2 separate regions of the Callithrix jacchus genome follow, and region 1 is linked to region 2. A link is a contact called in public Hi-C data. All regions are on one chromosome and are shown on one strand. The core of a region is the stretch at or near the end of the contact, and the rest is flanking DNA. Distances in the headings are between cores, read along the strand shown.

Region 1 (7,846 bases), core at 4,406-6,905, 130 kb before region 2:
CTTCAATAGCACACCTGCCCCTGCATTTCAGTGGGATGTCAATACACTTGACCCCCAGTTCCCCGGCCCTACCTGGTGTCACTGTCATCAAACAGTGCCCAGCTTAAACATCCCTGTCAACAGACTCTGGCCTTCAAGAGCACTCGGGGATATGCTTTTGGCAGCATAACAGGCTGACTTGATGATGGAGGAAAAATCCTGGAGCCAGGCTGAAGTTTGTGGCCGAGGTTTGTGCAGCAGCTCCGTGAGAAGAGCCCTTCTAGCTGGCTCTAGCTCACTTGCTGCATTCCCTACACAGGAAATTTACTACCCTATATGTGAATATCCTTGTATGTACTTGTGTGTACTTGTGGGTCTGTATCTTAGTTTCTTTGGGGAGGACAGGGCTGTAGCTGTGAGGTGTTGTCTCCAAGGGTGTATGTATGTCTCCATGGATCAGCCACAGGGATAGGTTTTTTGTTTTTAAGGGAAAACATTCTCTAATTCCCTTTGTACCTGCCAAGATTTAGTTGCTCTGAGACTATGGGGTACAAGCTTGACCCCCCAATCTGTCAATGGTGCAGAACTGGAACGAGTGCAGAGTAGGAATGCTTTGATGCTCACGCACGTTGGGGAATATGCCCTCCTCAGGGACAAGAAGCCCGAGTAGGGTCAAACCACGAGGGAAGGGAAGAGGAGTTAGCTCTGGGAGCAGCCCTCACTGGCTGGACCGAGGTACTCTTCCTGGAGTTTGCTGTGTTCACGACCACAGTCATCATGTGGTCAGGCTGGAACCTTGGGCCAGCCCAGAGTGCTTTGCTGAAGTATTAGACAGGGGTGAAGTGCCCTCCAGCCTCACAGCTAGCCACAAAGCCCCAGTCAGAGCTGAATTCATTGAATGTTTGTGCCTGAGCTTGGGCTGTTTGTGTGATACCAGCCTCCAGCCAGACAATAGCCTTTGCTGACACTCCAGCCTACTTCCCCCATCCTGGGCTCCCTCTTGATTACTTTTTGACATTTTTTCAGCTGTCAGGTGTCACTGAGGCTAGTCCGGCTGCAACCTGGATGGGGCCCACCCCCATTCCTGCTCAAGCATGGGTGCCTACCACATGGTCTCTGCTGCTCAGCTTGCCTGCGACTCACCTCGAAGGTAGACCAGCCTGCTTCTGTGATGGCTGCAGCAGACCTCCTCGGGTGGACCAATGCCTCTTACCTCCCACTTTCACACCTAACCTTGACTCCTTCCCCAAGAAGATGGGAGTCAGCAGCCAGGAGTCCCTGTGACACCTCTCTCTCTTTGTGGCTCCCTGCTTCCCCCTTCCCTTTTTCCAAGGAAGGGCCAACCTATTCTCTCTCAAAGCTACCCTCTGGGCTGATGACCTGGATCTCCTCCCCTCTCCCTTCTTTAAATCAGCTTGCCTCCCTCCTGCCAAGTTTGGGGGCAAGGCTAAGAAATGTCAGCCATGGAAACAACTCTATTATCTGGTGACTTCGGGTAATGTGAATCAGTGCCTGAGGACCTGTGTCCTTGGTACAAAACCATCCACTTGACCTAACTACCTCCCCTGGCCTCTCTCTCACTCTTCTCTTCTTCGCCAAGCCAACTCTCACCCTCTCCCTCTCCCTCTCCCTGCCCCCTGGAGGGCACTGTGTTTGGTTGTGCAAATGTATTTACTACAAGTGTTTCCAGCAGTTGGCATTAAAGTGCCTTTTTCTAATAAAATCAATTTGACAGTTTCCTGATGGTTAAAAGTAAGCATCTTGATAAAGGGTCACCATGAAAAAAAAAAAAAAATTTGCACAAAGGTGCTGCATGGGTTAAGGGGAGCCCCACCCCCACCTGAAATCTGGTTTCTGCCACCTCTACTCCAACTCCATGGAAACTGACTGCTAGAAGGTCATCAGTGACCTCATGGTGAAATCAAATGTCCTCTTCACAGTTCTCAGCCCCCGTGAACCCACACTAGCTGGGCTCTCCTGCTTCATCAACCCTTTCTGGGGCTGGTTCTTCACCTACCACTTCCAATGTGGCTGTTCATCAAGACTCTCAACCATTTTGGGCTCATTTTGGCTCCTGGGATATGGGTCCTAAATCTAGAGCTCCAGCCCCAAGTTTCTCCTAAGCTCCTGGCTCACATTTCCAGTGATCTGCTGGACATTTCCACATGGATGCTTGTCAGCCCCTTAAAGATAGCCCCCCTACCAACACTGGATTTTTTTTTGAGTCAGTCTTGCTCTGTTGGCTGGAGTGCAGTGGCACAATCTTTGTTTACTGCAACCTCTGCCTCATGGGCTCAAGCAATTCTCCTGCCTCAGTCTCCTGAGTAACTGGGAGTACAGATGCATAGCACCACACCCGGCTAAGTTTTGTATTTTTAGTAGAGACGGTTTCACCATGTTGGCCAGGCTAGTCTCGAGCTCCTGGCCTTAAATGATCCACCTACCTTGGCCTCCCAAAGTGCTGGGATAACAGGTGTGAGCCACTGTGCCTGGCCAACAGTGGATTTTAAAATTATTGGCACACTCACAAAAATCCTTTCCAAGATGACAGGCTGATGGGTGCAGCAAACTACTATGGCACATGCATACCTGTCCTACGTCAACGAACCGGCATGTTCTGCACATGTATCCCAGAGCTGTAATAAAAACAATCAAACAGAAAGGCCGTCATGACTTGCCTATTTCTGTTCATGGTGCCACCGTTTTCCTGACCTCTTAAGGTGGAAATTTCAGAGCCATCTGATGGTTGCCTTCACTTCCTCTGCGTCCCCTTCTCCCATCTCCCGAAGTCCAGCATGTGGTTTGCAATGTACGAAAATCTGGCCTTTCTTCCACATTCCCAGAAACCTCCACCCTGGCTCAAACTACCCAAGACACACAAGGGCTCCCAGTGTGATCTGTCTCAACCCCTCCCATGTGCTCTTCGCTAAAAAGCCCTCAGTGATCTTCAAAATACTTAATCTCTAATCCTTTCTCAACTTAACTCTTTAGCTGCTGAATCTAGTCCAGGGGTCCTGGAGTAGGGATGGGGAGTACTTGGTTTCAAGGCAGTAGTTCTGGAAGTATTTTAAGCTTAGTCTCAGCCTTGTCTTCAGGACAAAGCCTGATGTCCTTGGCCTGCCATCAAGACCCTTGACCATCGGGTCCTAACTGACTTCCCCAGTCAACTCACCCTGCTCCCTCCGCCACCACTCACACCCCAAGGCACTGCTCCAGTCAAACTGATGGATTTGCTGGCCTGTGAACATGGCTCTGTTTACAATTTCCAAACTCTGTGCTTTTGCTCTTATTATCTTCTACATATATTCTAATCATTTTAAACCTGGAAACCAAGATCCTCCATTTAACTTTTACCTGCTCTAGGCAATACAGACAACCTCAATATTTACACAATCTTGTGTTTTCTTAACTAATATTCTTCCCTTCTATACATCTTTTCCTTTAGAAATGCAATCCATACCGGCCACCCATGGTGGCTCACACCTGTAATCCCAGCACTTTGGGAGGTCAAGGCAGGTGGATCACCTGAGGTTGGGAGTTCTAAACCAGCCTGGCCAATATGGTGAAACCCCATCTCTACTACAAATACAAAAATTGGCCAGGCGTGGTGGTGTGTGCCTATAATCCCAGGTACTGGGGAGGCTGAGGCAGAGAATCGCTTGAACTCAGGAGGCAGAGGTTGCAGTGAGCAGAGATCACACCTGGGCGATCACAGCTAGACTTCATCTCAAATAAAAATAAAAAAGCACAATCCACCCTCAGGATCTGATTGGTTCTGCTCAATCAGAATGTCCTTCCTATCCTGCACCAATTAAATTGTGCCCCTCCTTCAAGACTCGATTCATGGAATCTGCCTCCCCAGACCAGCCTATCTTAAGTGAGCTATTTTAAACTCACTGCAATTGCCACTCTTTCGGCAACTGATCATGAACACCCTGTGACATCTCTTCTATTATAATCACAACTATTACTTAAATCTTCAATGACCTGTACCCAGTTAGTGTCCCCAATTAGCACATTACCTCCTTGAGGAGTGGGAGGGACTATCAACCACATAACATGGCACAGTACAAAACATCAAGGAATGATTACTGATGGAGCCAGTGGGAGATGGGGACCAACTTTTAGGTAGGCGGCCTCTGACCTCCCCTCTGCACAGGCACTCGCCCCAGGTGCTCCACTGCTCAGGGCCTGCCCTCCCTGGCTCAGTGCCCTCATGGTATCCCCACCCCCACCTCCCACCTTAGCACTCAAAATTTGTTACTGTTCTGAACATCCTTTGCCCCTAAAGCAACTTCCCTGTCCAGTTTCTTTCTTACTCCAAGTGTGCAAGTAGCTAAACTGATTAACCTGTGCTGATACAGTTATGGGAGAGGGTTAGAGGAGAACCTCGGGAGACGGGTTCATTGTAACCAGAGTCAAGTGGCAGTAAGTCTCTGCCTTTTCATGGTTTAATGGAGTCAGGTGTCAAGAGATGACCTTCATCTCCCAGCAGCTGGTATGTTACTCCCTCTCTGGGAGGAGCACTTTGTTTTCCTTATTTTTTTGAGACAGAATCTCCCTCCATCACCCAGGCTGGAGTGCAGTTTCACGATATCGGGTCACTGAGGCCTTCACCTCCTGGGGCAAGCAGTTCTCCTGCCTCAGTCTCTGGAGTAGCTGGGACTACAGGTACATGCCACCAGGTCCAGCTAATTTTTGTATTTTGTAGTAGAGACAGGGTTTCACGATGTTGGCTAGGCTGGTCTTGAACTACTGACCTCAAGTGATCCACCCACCTCAGCCTCCCCAGGTGCTGGGATTACAGGCATGAGCCAGGCCTCACAGCACTTTGTAAATACCTCTATGGCAGCACTCAACACACAGCAGTTCCTTAATTATGTGCTTATGTAGGGTTCCCCGCCAATATACTGTGAGCTCCTCAAGGACAGGGACTGTGTGTTAGTGGCTGACACAGAGTGTCAGCCTAGCACAGTGCCTGGCACACAGTAGGTTCTTGATAAATGCTTATTGAAAGAATGAACGAGTCCTGATTTTAATTCTGGGACTTCTGCCCTATGCTATGTCAGGCAAGAGGAGAGGGAGGAGGACAATCCACACTTGGGCACTAAGGCGGCTTTCTGATCGCTTTTATAATACTGCAGGCGGCTACTTCCTTTGCCCCTGGAGTGTTACAGATATCCCCGGTCCACGAGGTGCCCAGGTGTCGCTGTCACCAGGTGCCACATGCAACTCCTGAACTCCCCGCCCTTTGCTGCTGCCCGCTTCCAGGGACCGCCTCCCCACTGTTTCCTCACCCCTGGGTGGGACTGTGCGGTGGAAATGTAGCTCCGGTGGGTGGAGCGGGAAAAGAAGTTATTCTGATGGTCACAGGCCTTTCTGATCCCTTCCCGTACTCCAAAAGAGGCAGTTGCCTCCAGCTCCGAAGCTGCTGGATCTGGGCTGAGTGAGCTAGTTCTCCTCCTGCACGGAGGTCGGAGCCTCGGAGAACCTCGGCCCCGGCGCTCCGGACGTGGAGATCGACGTCCAGCAGGTGGCGCTGTCGAGCCAGCGATGGCGGGCTAGTGGCCGGCGGGGCCCGGGAAGAGAGGGACGGCCAGGGCGGGGCCTACCGTCCGTGACGGAGGTGGCCGTGACCGGCGTCTTCCAGTCCTCGATCATGCCCCTGCTCCCGCAAGTGTCTCTGGAAGGCTCCGGACCCCCACCAAAGCCCTCTGCTGCTCCGGAACTTGGAACATTCCCCTCGGACCCCTCCTCCTCCACTTTCCAGGGGGAGTTTAGCCAGCCGCCGAAATCACTCTCCCATTGGCCAGCAGCGCTCTGGCCCCGCCCCCAGCACCCCCTCCCCCAGTCTCGCGGACCAGCAGGTGAGCACGCGCCGCCACCCCGCCTGCTGTTCGCTCCGCTCGCTGGCTGCCTCCTTCTACCGTGAAGCCGGAGAGCATTGCAGGCACCCGAGACTGTCATTTACCAGCGGAGGGCCCTGACCGCCCGCCGCGCGAGCCCGGCTCCCAAGGACCGGCGCGGGCAGAAAGGCGTAGCTTCCAGCTGCCTGATCCGGCGGATCGGAAGGCCCCCTGCGCGGTCGCAGCCGGAGCGCTGGGGGAACACGTGGAGCCCGGCCCGTCCCTGCTGCGGGGTCCAGAAGGCCCGAGTACTTCGTGTCCCCCTGCCCAGCACCTGAGCAGACACTCCCTGGGGCAGACCCCACCCTTCCCCAAACACACACACACGCTGGCCTTTGCAGGGGCGGGACACAGTGAAACACCCACCAGGCCTCCCGGTTTTTGAGTTAGAGTATGAAACGGGTCGTAGTTTACTACCCCATTTACCACCGCCCCCACACGCCAAATAGGGATGCGGAGAGGGTCCCTCCTCCCACCAAGACTTGAACAGAGCCTCTCTTTCAAGCTCTAAGAACATTCTGATAAGACCCTCATTAACCACAGGCTCTTGAACTCGGTATGAAAAGGGAACTAATTTTGGCTAAACAGATCTTTTTGGCCCTCAGTGTGATGCTCTGTCAGTAGGTGGGTACAATGGCCTCCATTTGGCTGATGGAGCAATGAAGGCTGGGAAAGATTAGGTTCCCACCCAAAGTCAGCCTCGGTAGTTAGGCTACACCATACTAAAAGGATTGGGAGATCATTTAATAAGAAGCTACTAAGCCATTCTCACCCCCAATCCTGACCAGTGATACAGATTTAATGCTACGGTCCATACTTCCTGCCTTGATCTTTCCAACCTGGCAAAGGGCAGTGGGACTGCAGGTAAGCTGTGGGCAAATAACCCAAAAGCAATACAAAAAAAAATCTGCTGTTTGGTTTTGCTTTTAACTCCCCTTCTTTGTCTCCAAGGCTTTGCTCAGATTGTCCCCTCAGTTCAAATACCTCTAATGCCTACATTTGTACTTTTTAATGTATCAACCAGGCATCACCTCTTCCAGGATGTGTTCCCAGCGCCGTTGCGCATCCCTCTGAGCTCCCGTAGCATCCTGGGCCTAGCGCAATCGTTATCCTTGCTACATGGCTTTCACAACCTATTGACATGTCAGGTTTCTGGACCTAACTGCAACTCGAGAAGAGGATTGACCTGAATTCAGAACCACTGTGGGCTTCTTTGGGAATCTGACAAAGATGGCTATTGCAGAGGGCCTTGGGATCAGAAAGTGGGGAGAGGAGGGCTGAGGAAGATTAATGCTATGGCTCAAAGAGAACGATGCTTGGACCTGGGTCAAGCCAAGCTTCTAAGGCTTGAGCAAAGACAGCAGCTTAGAGTTCACTCCTGGGGATGGCTGGAGTCCAGCCGGCCAGACGCACAGATCCCTTCGCCTGTACACTCTCTGACAGGGCTCTCCAGACTCGAAAGCCACAGCAAGAGGCCCTAAGAGAATAAAGCTTCAAAGGGCCTCATCCCAGGGCTCTCAAACATCCTCTTCCCCTCAGTCGCTGGTGCATTCTGGAACTAGCATTCACAAGAATCATAGCTTCTACCACCCTTTTTCAAAAGCGGGAGGAAAAACTGCAAAATCCAGGATGGGCATCTTGCCTTCATGGTCGCTCAGTGGAAGGAAAACAGAACTGTGGAAGGCCTGCACTGTGGGCGGGGAGCACTGGCACAACAGTGAGGGCAGTGATGAGGCCATGCAGCCAGATGCCACCTTGGCAGGGTGGCCCAGGGCAGGCAGGGGACTTCCTTAAGGAGGCTTATTCCCACAGCCACCAAAGAGAGGGCGGCTTCCTCCAATCCTGCTACTCCTATGGAAACGAGGACTGCCCAGGCACCCCAAATTGCCCTTGATCCCAAACCAAAGCAACAGGAGCCGGATGCTCCATTTGCCGCACCGGCCCCGCCCCTAGGATTTGCC
Region 2 (7,028 bases), core at 2,343-4,842:
CTCATGCAGCTCCAGCCCCACTCCCCATAATCTCCTAAGCGAGGGGGAGAAGTCTTGGCTAAGATGGGGAAGAGGGATGGTGACAGTTTCAGTCTGATTAGGGGGCAGAGGAACTGGGCTGGGCCGGCGACTCTGTCCTTGGGCACTAAGTCCCAGAGTATCCTCGCTTCATGCTTGGGGAGGGAATTTGGTATTTCTTTCCAGGACAATAAGAACATCTGTGCCAAGGCAGAGGAGGAGGCCGGGCGCTCCGAGGCATCTCTGCCGGAGTCTCTTGACACTGTCCGATTGTTACTGCTTCAGTTTCTGCTGGGATCACTGTCCATGTCCATTTAGAGCAGGCTGACTTGGGCAAAGACAGTGTAGGGCTGAGGATGGAGAGAGAGGACCCATCAGGCTGGGGATGGAGGTGTGAGGTGGGCAGGGAGCTAGACCAATTCTAAAGCGACCAGGTTACAAATGAGCTGCTGCAAAGTACAGGGTGAATCTTGCATCTGTAAATGGGGGGAAGGAGTGCTTCCACTTTCCCCCTCCCCTGGGGTAACTGCTGTTGACCTCGAGTCCAGTTTGTTTGCAGCCTCCTTCTGGCAGATCGGGCTTCGGGTTGACCTTGGGGCAAATGGATGAAGAACTACAGGTTTGATCCTTATATGGGACAGTCTGCTTCACACTCAGAAAACCCTGGCTACTTCCTGCCTCCCAGCTCCAGTTGCAAACTGGAGTTAAAGCCGAGTTTCTGGCTCCCTGCAAACCATTCCCAGTAACTAGATAGTCAGGTTACCCAGTGTGTTGGGATGGTGACTGCAGCCATATCTAGTCCCAGCGAGTTGGCATCACATTGGGGATGAGCTAAGACAGCTCCTTAGTTTCTTCCTCACTCAGACTTAGCTCTGGAACTGGCAGTTCTGGGGATCAAGAGGTAGGCAACTGCCTCCTGCATAATTAGTTACGTCAGTCTCAAAAAGCATTGATGGCCCATCCCTCTGGGCATCATGCTGTGCCTGGCACGAGCTAGTAATCTCCAGCCGGTTCCGGCCCTCCCGAGTTTACAACCTTAAGTCACACAATAATGACACAGATCCCAAAGGCGAGCAGTCAACAAATACATCCACTTGTCTGCCAATCACAAGGGATCCATTGAGTGAGCCACTGCGACAAACAGGGCCCCCTTCAAAGAGCTTCCAGTCTGGTGGGTAAATAGGTAAGACTGAGTGAGGGCTTGGGAGAAGAGATTTGGGCGAGGAAACACAGGCCACTTGGGCATTATGGAACGGACTTTTTATTGCCCCCCCCTTTTTTTTTTGAGGCAGTCTCACTCTGCCACCCAGGGTGGAGTGCACTCAGCTCACTGCAACCTCCGCCTGCTGGGTTCAGGTGATTCTCCTGCCTCGGCCTCCAGAGTAGCTGGGGCTGCTGGCGCTCGCCACCACTCCCGGCTAATTTTTGCATTTTTAGTAGAGATGGGGTTTCGCCATGTTGGTCAGGGTGGTCTCGAACTCCTGACCTCAGGTGATCCGCACACCTCGGCCTCCCATAGTGCTAGGATTGCCGGCGTGAGCCACTGCGCCCGGCCCGAAAGGACTTTTTAAAAGTGTCTATTGGCATGTGGCTCTGTGGCTGGATTTTCTGTCGACTTGAGCCAGGTCCCTCACTCTGGGTCCGGTGGTGTCTATACAAAAGGCTCTGCGATGCGTGGTGGGGAGAACCCCGGGCGGAGAGGCGGGGGTCCGTGGTGCTTGGCGTGGGCTCACCCTCTCTCCCTGGGTGGCCAGGACGTATCACTAGATCTCGCCTCTCCGGGCCTGACGGTTGGCAGTTAGGGTCCCTCGCGGCTCGGGCATTTTCTGGACAGTCCCCCGCCCTCCTCCCGCCAGCCTCGAGTCTCAGCTGCGCGTCGCGCGTCGGTGGCACAGGTTTGGGGCGGGAGCCGGGAGGAGGCTCTGGGTCAAGTCTTCCCCGGAGGAAAGGTCGCCGCGACTCCCCGGGGCGCGCCGGCCTGGCCTGGGCTGCTGAAGGAACCTCGGCCGGCCTGTCCTCTAAACATTTCCGACGGGCGCTTGCGCTCCGGGAGGCTTCCGAGGGCCCGGCTGAGCTGGGGAGACCCAGCCCGGCCCGGGTTCGCGCTCCCAGGCCGCACGCCCGCCCATCCGCGAGGTGCCGGCGGCCGGCCACTGGGCGCCGAGGCTCCCCGAGGGCGGGCTGCGGGGTGCGGGCTGCGCCGGGCCGGGCCGAGGCAGGGCCTGGGCGGGCGAGCGAGCGAGCGAGCGGAGCACGGCGGCGGGAGTGCGTGTGTAGGAAGAGCGCGCGGGAGCGCGAGGTGCCGGCCCGGGAAGGGTGGGTCGGAGAGCGGCGGCGGTGGCCGCGGGAGGAGCGAGCCGGGAACCGGAGGCCAGCCGGGCTGGCGGGCCGGAGCCACGGGGGGGAGGGCGGAGCGCCGAGGGCGGAGACGGGGCCGCGGAAGGGAGGGGGCCGCGGGGCGCGGCCGCGGGGCGGGGCACCGGGACCTGGGGAAGATAAGAGCGTGCTCGGGGGAGCGAGGGCGGGAGCGAGGGAGGGGCGGGGGACTTAGAGACCAAAGAGGAGACAAAAGGACGGGGTAGGTGGGAGGGGCATAGACGAGCGGGGGTTGGGGAGGGGCGCCGGGGGACGCCTCGCGGGGAGGGGTGCGTGTGTGTGCGTGTGTGTGTGTGTACCGCGGGGGGGCACGGTGTGGGAGGGATTTAGAGAGGGACATGATGGGACAACATAAGGGAGCGCAGGGGTACGGAGAAAGGTGGGGCGGGAGTGCTCCACCACGCTGGCCACGAAGGGGAAGGGAGGCCGCGAAGGGGAGGCCGCTGGGAGGACTGGCCACACACAGGGACGGGGATCCTGGGGATGGACAGTCCGCGAGGAAAGGGGCTCAGGGCTTCGGAGGGCTCGGGAGGGGAAGGGGGAGCCGAAACGGGGAAAGGGGGTGCTGTTGAGACCCAAGGGTGGAGGCGGATGGGCGTGTGTGCAGCGCTGAGGGCAGGGATTTAACGCCGCTGTTCGGGATGACCCGAGGACCACGGTGGGGTTGCACAGACGGGACGGGGCTACTGAGGCAGGACAAGTAATGCCCAGGGGAAAGTGGGACCTACAAGGGCTAGAGAAGGGTGGCGGGGGCGGCCTCGGGCTCGGCAGGAAGGCGCCACCACCGCCCTCTGCCCGTCCCCAGCGTGCCCCGCCCCGTCCGGGGGCCCTAAGGGCAGCGGCCTGGGCCGTGGGGGAGCCGAGCCAGGGCGGTACCATTCGGAACAGAGAGGGGGGCTTGGGGGGGGAAGGGAGGAGCCAGGGGTCAGAACCCTGTTGGGGGCGGGGGGGCGCCACACCCTGGGAAAAAGGCTTGGGCACATCCAGAACGGACCAATCAGCGAGCAAGGCCGGGGTGGCGTCAAGGGGCAGCTTCGGCCAATGGGAAGGGAGAACACTTCGGAGGTTCGGAGGAAGAAAAGAAAAAAAAGCCCCACGAAACAACAATCGAATCCGTTTGGGGGCTTGGAAGGGTGGAAGTGGGCGTCGTTTATAGCACGTTCCGGCACCTGCCTCTCCTTTGAATGATGGGGTCGCTTGCATCACTCCTGGGCAGTGGGGAGCAAACGGAGCTCGAGAGGGTCCCGGGAAAGTAGACGGGGATTGGCCATTTACCGGTGACACTTGATTGGGCGCTTCAATTTGGTGGGGTGGGTGGGACGGAGGTAGCAGCTTTGTGCTCAAAAGAGTGCAAGATAATGTTGTGGTCCCTTAAACGAAGGCAGGAGTGGGCATGGTGCCGCATCCCCTACCACTGGCTGCTGACTTGTGTCAACCAGCGAGTGGATCGTGGATAATCTCAAGCCGATGGATAACTTAAGCATGCCCTTTGGGCACTGAACACTGCTGAACATACTCATTTCCCTTCCCTTCCCAGTCCCAGGTTGTTTCTTAAGAGGGTGAGCAATGATAGGGGCCACCAGGGACCGCTGGGAAATTCATAGAAATTTATCTTTGGCTTTTCACTTCTGTTAGTCTAGGGTTCTAGTCTCACATTCAGTCACCAGTTTAATGTTGTAACACCAGATACATCACTGTTCTGAACAGTTTCTTGTATAAAGGTACTGGGACTAGCTACCTTTGAGGTCTAAACATTTTGGAACTGATTTGGAGAGTGCTGTGCTCAGAAGAGAAGGCAGTAACTGTGTGGGGCCGGGGGAGGGGGATTGCAAAAGAAAACTTGTAGTGGTACAGCTTTTGACCCAGGGATTCCAAATGTCTCAAAAGCCCCTGAAACTGTATGTAAAATGTCATACAAGCGTGTGTGTGCACGTTTCTGGAGGCGGTTCATAAACTTCAACATATTTTTAGAGGGGCCTGTGACACAAAAGTGAACCCACTTTGGTTTTAAAATGTTGGGGATGGGACTGAACCTCCAAGGCAGGAGGCAAGGTGCAGTCGTGGTGTCATTTTGAAATCAGAGGTGTTTCCCAAATTCCTTGTTAGGAAGCTCGGCTGCAGGGAATCTTTCCACATATTTCTTGTCATCCAAAGGCAGACCAAGTTCCTCAGAGCTGAGAAGCCCATGTGAACTGTCACATAGCAAAGCAATGCTTAAATAAACTACACTTTCAATGGTGAGGAGTGGGCTCTGAGTTAGGAAGGAAAAGCAATAGAGGTTTACTTCTGAAATCACATCTACCTTTATCTACAAGATAAGGGTAAAACCTCCTGATCTTCTGAGAAAAGAAGGTTATATACATGATATTGTAGACAGCAGCCCGTACAAGCTGGGAAAGCTCACATGTGAAAAAAATGACAGTTGCTAGACTTGTGGGGAAAGAACCCAGCTTCAGCACCATGCTGGTCTTAGGATCAGTCTAGGACAGAATCCAATTGCAGAGTTTGTACATCTTCTTCCTAGGCTCAGAGGTCAAAATATAGAACATTTTATCATAATTAACCCTGTCTCTTCAAGTTGGCAGTAATTACTGGTGGATCATATCTGATGTGATATATTTAAGATCACAGACTACAGTGAATTTTCTCCATTTCGATTTAGGACCAACTACATAATCCTCAGTAAGAAAAAGAGGTGCCCCTGACAAGTACAACTCGAGAAATGCACTATTGGAGCGTCCATAGGTGTGCGGCTTGACGAAATGATTTCACCGGGGGACAACACAACGTATATTCCAGATAGATTTAAAAAGCCTTTATTTTAAAAATGTGGCTCAACTACATGCAAGGTGCTGAGCCAGTTTTGGAATCTGCCTTATAGCAGAGTAAAACTGGACCAAAGGAAGTGGAGTCAGGGTTCCTGGCTATCACTCTTCCAGCAACTCAATCTGCAGAGTTTTTCTTCAGCTGTTTTTTGTGACGCGTGGTGACCCGTTTTGGATTTCTCTGTATGACAGAGATGTCCGACCTTGAGGAAGACCGGTAGCCCACATCCTCTGCTTTTATGGGCTTAATGATATGACCTGGCTTGGTGATGACCTTAGGAGTAGTCAGCTTTTGGAAAGCTCTCTGGGTGTTCCACGTGAATCCTATAGGGGTCTGGATGGTCCTTTCAAATTGCCGATGGTGGGTAAACGGATATGGAAGCACTCGTACCTGGGAAGGAAGGAGAATGCTTTGGTATGAGGCAGGCCTGGGGAGCAGTTGTCTACTGGAATGGCAGCTCTCATCAGGTACTGTTTTGGTACAGGCCATGGTTCAACATGATGACTGCAAGTGAAGACACTGAGAGATCAAGGCATCCCAGTGCTCCCATCTGCCCTTAGGAGTCCAATCTGCTTGATGACACTGGGATTGGGGGGGGTGGGGGACTAAGTTGGCTCTGGATCCCCTATTCAACAATTTAGGGTCTGAAAAACCACCGAGACACTGACCCTGTCTTTTTGGTTTTTTTTTTCTGTGACAGAGTCTCGCTCTGTTGCCCAGGCTGGAGTGTAGTGGCGTGATCTCCACTCACTGCAGCCTCCACCTCCCGAGTAGCTGGAATTACAAGTGACACTGTCCCTGTCTAGCTGTAGGCGCTCCGGGGCTGTTGTCCCATAGTGAGTTTTCCTATATAACACTGTGACTGCAAGAACTTACACCTTTGTGTATCCCTATGGATTTCATGTCTTTTCTACCCTCTTTATGCTCTCAGTCTCCTCCTTCCCTCTCTTAGGATTGATGTTTTAAGGAACCGGAATCCTGAACTCTACCAGGCTGTTATACTTAGCTTCATCTTCTTTTGGCATCACAGAATTGTAGAGCTGGAAGGCCCTAGATATTGGCAATGGTCATCCCCCTTGGCCTGAAGATTAGGCTTAGAGCGGGGAAGTGATGGACCTAAGTAAATGAGGAGCAGCATTGGAGAACAGAACCCACAGCTCCTGTTTCCTTGCCTGGTACTCCTCCACCACATTACTACCTTCAGATATTTTAATAATCTTTCAGGCAGGTGTGGCGGCTCATGCCTATAATGCCAGCACTTTGGGAGGCCGAGGCAGGCAGATCACGAGGTCAAGAGATTGAGACCATCCTGGCCAACATGGTGAAACCCTGTCTCTACTAAAAATACAAAAATTTAGCTGGATGTGGTGGTGGGTGCCTGCCAGCTTCTCGGGAGGCTGAGGCAGGAGAATTGCTTGAATCTGGGAGGTGGAGGTTGCAGTGAGCTGAGATCATGCCACTGCATTCCAGCCTGCTGATAGAGCCAGACTCCATCTTAAGAAAAAAAAAAAATCTTTCAACACTTCCCCAGTGGTGAAAGGAGGAAAAACAGATAAGCAGAAAATGGGGATGTAAAATCAGTAGTCTTTGGCAAGGTGCAGTGGCTCAACACCTGTAATCCCAGTACCTTGGGAGGCAAAGGCAGGCGGATCACTTGAGGTCAGGAGTTCAAGACCAGCCTGGCCAACATGGTGAAACCCTGTCTCTACCAACAATACAAAAATTAGCCGGGTATGGTGGTGCATGCCTGTAATTCCAGCTACTCAGGAGGCTGAGGCATGAGAATTGCTTGAACCTGGGTGGCAGAG

Evidence for each region. A called contact is a pair of places that touch in the nucleus more often than the background predicts.
Region 1: a contact with region 2 is called in a Hi-C map of skeletal muscle, with 4 times the contacts expected there. The contact joins two enhancer-like sites. A contact is called at or near these places in 3 of 3 Hi-C or Micro-C datasets (induced pluripotent stem cells and skeletal muscle).

What each region holds. Positions count from the first base shown.
Region 1 is chrX:125,720,225-125,728,070 of calJac240_pri, reverse strand. ELF4 (E74 like ETS transcription factor 4) reads left to right here. Exons shown (of 9, transcript XM_078362291.1): 9 at 1-1,716. Among named protein-coding and RNA genes, the nearest start is that of ELF4, 52 kb to the left of the region's middle. Within about 2 kb of position 5,655, at least 9 of the 16 cell types and tissues checked have an H3K27ac peak or open chromatin away from gene starts, as enhancers often do. A contact at or near this core is called in skeletal muscle, where this site is marked.
Region 2 is chrX:125,591,650-125,598,677 of calJac240_pri, reverse strand. It overlaps UTP14A (UTP14A small subunit processome component), which reads right to left. Exons shown (of 16, transcript XM_035288252.3): 16 at 5,195-5,610. The coding sequence ends at 5,338. Among named protein-coding and RNA genes, the nearest start is that of UTP14A, 25 kb to the right of the region's middle. Within about 2 kb of position 3,592, at least 14 of the 16 cell types and tissues checked have an H3K27ac peak or open chromatin away from gene starts, as enhancers often do. A contact at or near this core is called in skeletal muscle, where this site is marked.